Linked DNA regions of Mus musculus: region 2 is linked to region 1. A link is a contact called in public Micro-C data. All regions are on one chromosome and are shown on one strand. Each heading gives the region's core, a stretch centred on a gene start, on an enhancer-like site or on the middle of the called end of the contact. The rest is flanking DNA. Distances are from core to core; before and after follow the strand shown. Region 1 has its middle 63 kb from the start of Gng4. Region 2 overlaps B3galnt2 (UDP-GalNAc:betaGlcNAc beta 1,3-galactosaminyltransferase, polypeptide 2).

The links. A called contact is a pair of places that touch in the nucleus more often than the background predicts.
Region 2: a contact with region 1 is called in a Micro-C map of the G1E-ER4 cell line, with 10 times the contacts expected there. The contact joins two enhancer-like sites. A contact is called at or near these places in 11 of 484 Hi-C or Micro-C datasets (the G1E-ER4 cell line, differentiating embryonic stem cells, embryonic stem cells and 4 more), 2 of 115 datasets of contacts at active chromatin or transcription factors (embryonic stem cells and epiblast stem cells) and 1 of 9 other capture datasets (adipose tissue).

What each region holds. Positions count from the first base shown.
Region 1 is chr13:13,846,083-13,848,782 of GRCm38.p6, forward strand. No RefSeq gene overlaps it. Among named protein-coding and RNA genes, the nearest start is that of Gng4, 63 kb to the left of the region's middle. Within about 2 kb of position 1,344, at least 6 of the 459 cell types and tissues checked have an H3K27ac peak or open chromatin away from gene starts, as enhancers often do. A contact at or near this core is called in the G1E-ER4 cell line, where this site is marked.
Region 2 is chr13:13,967,665-13,970,364 of GRCm38.p6, forward strand. The region is part of intron 2 of B3galnt2 (UDP-GalNAc:betaGlcNAc beta 1,3-galactosaminyltransferase, polypeptide 2); the gene reads left to right. Among named protein-coding and RNA genes, the nearest start is that of B3galnt2, 14 kb to the left of the region's middle. Within about 2 kb of position 1,312, at least 159 of the 459 cell types and tissues checked have an H3K27ac peak or open chromatin away from gene starts, as enhancers often do. A contact at or near this core is called in the G1E-ER4 cell line, where this site is marked.

The DNA of each region.
Region 1 (2,700 bases), core at 94-2,593:
GCTTCCCTCAGAGCTTTCTGCCATCTTTCTTTTATCCTAGAGAAATGTCTCCAGCAGTCCCGTTCCTTTATGCGGGGTTGTGTTTGATCTACTGTGCATGCTTATTTATTCTTATTAATGCAGCTACAAAATGTAGCAGTGCAGTCCTCTCAGGTCACCTTTCTTGAGGAAAGATGCCTTTGTTGTTTTTGCAACAAATGACAGACTTCCAAGCTGATGCTATCAGTACAGCTTGTTCACCAGAAGAGCCATCCCTTGAGGAAAGCCTAGATGATGCATGGCATGTTTTTTAAAATAATTTTTAAAACACTGACATTTTAAATAACTTAAAGCGCAGACACTTGCTAGAGGCCTGTCCCAGCCTTAGGGGAGCAGTTCTGGGGTGGAACCCAGAGTTGGCTGAAGGCTAAACAACTGAATGATCTCTGGCCTTATAATCTTTCCAGTTGTGCTTCAATAAGCTCTGGTCTTTTAGTCTCTAGCTTTCTTATTACTGTAGATGTTTACAGACACACCAGAAGAGGGTTGCGAGCCATCCTGTGATTGCTGGGAATTGAACTCAGGACCTCTAGAAGAGGAGTCAGTGCTCTTAACCGCTGAGCCATCTCTCTAGCCCCAGATGCTGGTTTCTTATTATTTGTGCTTAAATATAAATGCTGATTTATTGTGAATAGTTTATGCTGTTTAGCAGTGGGGAATTAAGTAAAGGATTAATTGTTAGTGTTCCTTGCTCTGGCAAGCCAGCCAGAAGCCCCTTACTGGCCAGGCAAGAGGCTCAGAGCTTGTTATCCTTTACTGAACCAGAGAGAAGAGAAAAGGAAAGACGTCACTTACACAAACAACACACACACCAGATGAAGCTGGAAATGGCTACACCACCTTTTTTTAAGTTACTTTCAGCTTTTTATAGCTTTTAGCCAAAATGTTCTCTGTGTAAGAAAAAATTACCTCATAGAAAAAATGTTACAAAGACAAGAAAAGAATTAAAATCCTTTACAAGGGCAATATGCACAGAGGCACACCCATTCATACACACACATTCTGCTTGGGCCTGACCACGTGTTTCATCTACTCCACAAGTGTTTATGCATACCTTCACACAGACAAACAGACATACATACATACATTTGATGGATGGAGCTGAGCCCCAAATGCCATACACAGACATTTGAATGGATGGATAGGGCAGAGCTCCCAAGCCACCACCTTATTTCTATTCTCTGGCCTTTTTATAGACAAAAATTCTTAGAAAATTACTTCATAGATAAAATGTTACAGAAAAGGGAAGTTACAAAAGGATGTTGATATTAAGTTCAAACCGGTGTTTATTCTGAAAGTTCAATATAAGTTTAAAAGTTCCACTTTATCGTGGTGCACACCTGTGGCTTCATCCTTAGATCTGACCTAGAATGAAGGTTTTTCCTTGATCACAAATTTGTCCCAAGCCTATTTCTCTTTTTAGTGTAATTGTGAAAGCTCATTGTATGCCTTATTGTGCAGTCATTACTACTATTTTAAGAGGAGTGGGCACATTCTATTCTTGATTCTAACTTTATTATATCTTTCTGGCAAAACAACTAAAACCATTTTTTAAAACTTTCTAAAATTATTTGAATCAAGTCAGGAATTCTATAAGATAATTCTTATAGATTAAATCTTACCTTGGACAAGCTTAGAAAGTAGTCTGTTCCTTTCTCTGGAAAACAAGTTCAAGGCAGTTTTTTGTTTATTTGGTTGGTTTTGGTTTTGGTTTTTTGAGTGTGTGCAATTTTGGCTTTTGGGTAGATGAAAGTTTTAGAAGTGGGGGCCTCTTAAAAGTTGTGGGATCTTTAAAAAAATTCTCATCAGTGTGTAATGGTAGTGTTCTTGGTACCACTTAGTAACAATCAATTCTTGAAAGAAAAATTTCATTTTAAGCCCTTTCAGAGGCACAGATACAGGGCAGTGCTTCCCTACCAGGGAGAATTTCACCCCGCAGGGGACACTTTGGCAGTATTTAGAGAAGTTTTTTTTTTTTTTTTTTTTTTTTACTTTCTCTCATGTGCATGTGTGATGTGCACTCATGTATATTGGAGATTCAAGGCTGATGCTTTGCGTCTTCTTTTTTAAATCTTATTTGTTGAATCAGAGTCTTTCAGTTGAAGTCATAGCTCTCCTGTATGGCTAGTCTAACTAGCCAGCTTGCCCAGGCAAACCATGCCTGCCTTCCCTGCATTAGAAATATAGGCAGGCTGGCACCCCTACTTGGCATTTATGTGGATTCTGGGGATCTGAACTATGATTCTTATGCCTGTGTGTGTGGCAAGATCTTTAGCCATTAACCTATTTCTCCAGCCCCAAGAGACATTTTTGATTGTATGGCACAGGAGGGGATGTTGCTGGCTCTGGTGGCTAGAGCCCTAGAAGTGGGTTGTGTTCTGTTCTTCCATTCCTGGTCCCTCCCAGTGAAGAATCACTTGGTTCACAGTGTCCCTAGTGCTGCTACTGAGATACTGGTGCAGGACACAGGGTGACAGAGGACAGTCTTTTCCTCAGAGGTTGCACAGAACTTTTGGGTCAGGTTGGACACAGCCTCTTGAGGAAACACAAAAACTAGGACATAACTGAACAAGAGCTGAGTGTGAAGCATGGCCTGTCCAGTTCTTTCTCTAATGCAAGTCTCACCAGAATTATTCTGTGCTTGAATTTCATTAAAACTTA
Region 2 (2,700 bases), core at 62-2,561, 120 kb after region 1:
CCCCCTACCTCCGGTACACTACACGAGCTCCTGCTTCAGAGCCTTTGCTCTTGCTTTGACCGCTCTTTCACTACATGTCTCCATGGTAGCATTCCTTCAAGTCTCTGGTAGATTCTTCTCTAGCTGACAGTCTGGGATTAGATAGCACTCCACTTCTCCATCCCTGGCTTCCCTGCTTGACTTTATTATTAGATGTATCACCAGCTGGCATGTGTAGTACATCTATAAGTCACTCATCATTCCCCTAGGAGGTGGGCTCTTTGATTTTATCTCCTGGTAGATTCCCCAGGATCTCTAACCTAACTTGGCCAAGAATAAAATAGATATTTAACAACAATTGAGTGAATGCCTTGGAACTAAAAATAATGAGTATAATTTATACCAGAAATTCATTTGCCTTTGAAGCAGTTACTTAAATGAAATAAACTTGTGGTTTGTTTTCTGAAAATAATGGATAATCTATATAAAAACAGATTCAAGACCAAAAGTAACTTTCTAGGGCATAGTAGTTATATGAATTTAGTAAGGTTATTAAGATAAATAAAGAAGACGAGTATCATTTAGTTAGCATATTCATGTAAAAACAGTGCATTCTGTGGTTATGGAATTCTTTGGTATCTTGTGTTTTAACAAAGGAGTCAAACATGTTATTTATATTATGAGGACTGTGTTTGATTTCAAACCTCTGTAATAGGCTGTAGTTTATCACTTTAATGTATCCTAAGCAGGTAGTGCACTGTGTGTGCTAGAACACAAAGGTGCAACTGGAGTCTAGGGGACTTGAAGTTTAGTACATATAGGTAGGTTGATAGTACAGTATAGGGTACAATGGAGATATATGTAAAATAGCCTGGAATAGCCTGGAGAGCTGGTTCAGCAGTTAAGAATACTTGCTGCTCTTCCAGAGAAACCTGAGGTCTGATTTCCCACACCTTCATCTGGTGCCTTGCAACCTCCTGGAATTCCAGCTCCAAGAAATCAACTCCCTTTTCTAGCCTTTGCGGGCACACTCATAGGCAGTGCAGGCAGGCAGACAGAAGATGATAAAATCAGTCTTTTTAAATAACCCGGAGTGCTTGAGAACATCAGTCACATGTAACCTGGGGTTCTGGGAGGTGAGTGCTGGAGCAGAGGCAAAGCCTAGGAAGGCAGAAAACAAGAGGACACAATAAAAGTGGGGAAAGGAAAGGAGGAAAGGCCTGTGTCTGTGAGAGGTCAGCAGTCTCCTGCATAGCTCATGGCAAGCAGGTGTGTAGGAGCAGACTTGTTCAGACAAGAACTCTGAGGGGTGTGACTACTTCGTAGTGACTCATCAGAATCTGTAGAGGGAACAGGAGGTGTCTGACTTGAGAGTTGTGAAATCCTCAGGCAATGTGCTAAGTATGACGAGAAGAAAAAAAAAGCTCAGCTGAGGGTGCTTGAGCTCAGGCACCCTCAGGCTATGGTGTACTCTGTAAATGTTTATTGAATGGCTCCCTGAAAAAAAAGTGTATTCTTATGTACCTAGGTTTATCACAATTTTATTGACATAAAGACTTATAGCACATAATTGATAGTTAATAACATGTAGTACTCTGTAAAATTAGTAAATTCTATTTGGTCAGTTAATTTTCATAAAATGCTTCTATTTTTCCAGAACATTAAATTTGTAATAAATTTATGGGTGTAATCACCAAAGCCATATAGCTCTGAAGTAAATATTTTAGGTTAAAGAATAAGACTTAAGTCTGAAGAGGGAGCTCTACTTGCTCTGCTAGAGAACCCAGGATCAGTTCTAAGCGCCCTCATGGCAGTTCACAACTGTCTTGTAATTCCAGTCCCAGGGGACCCACTACCTTCTTTTGACTTCATGGGAACTACATTGCATGTGGCACCCAGATGTTCATGCAGGCAAAATACCCATACACATAAAAATAATGTTCAAATTTTTTTCTGCTAAGATATGTCAGTATTTATTCTTAGTCAGTGAAGTCAGTGACTTCTTTGTTGGATCATCTAATAGTTTTTGGACATTGAAAACCTATTCAGCCGGATGTGGTGGCACACGCCTTTAATCCCAGCACTTGGGAGGCAGAGGCAGAGGCAGGTAGAGAAAAAGAAAACCTATTCCTATTTTTTTAGTACTGTTCAGAAAGTAAAGGCTGGAAATGTATTACATGTAGGCTTAATCTGCACTAATAACATTTTCTCATAGTCTAGAGAAACAGTGATACAAGAAATCGAGTCCTTATTGTTTATCAATTTCTGTGGTTTAGATATTTTCACAAAGGCCAACTACTATGATGTAATTTCAAGCAACTAATGTGAAGTAATTGGGCACAGAATTGTAAAGAGATACAGCATGACTATTCCATCCAGTAGATAAAAGTATAAATAACCTTAGTAAGAAACCCAGGAAGTGGAGAACTTAGTGTTTCCTTGTTTTAAATATATTTAGTTGTTTCTGTAAATTAATAAAGACTGTACTTAACCATTTACAAAATTTGTTGAAAATTTGACAACTGGTTCTCTTAAGCTAGCACTTTAGAACTCAGCTCCTTGTGGGTAATCTAGATGACAATGCCAAAAAACTTGAGGATTGAGTACTTGGAAGTTGTGTTGACACTAGATGTTCAAGTTTAAGAATCATTCTTGGACCAGTTATAGCCTTAGGGATAAATAAGTGTTGCCAGAGGATAGAGAGAAGAATGAGTAGACCAA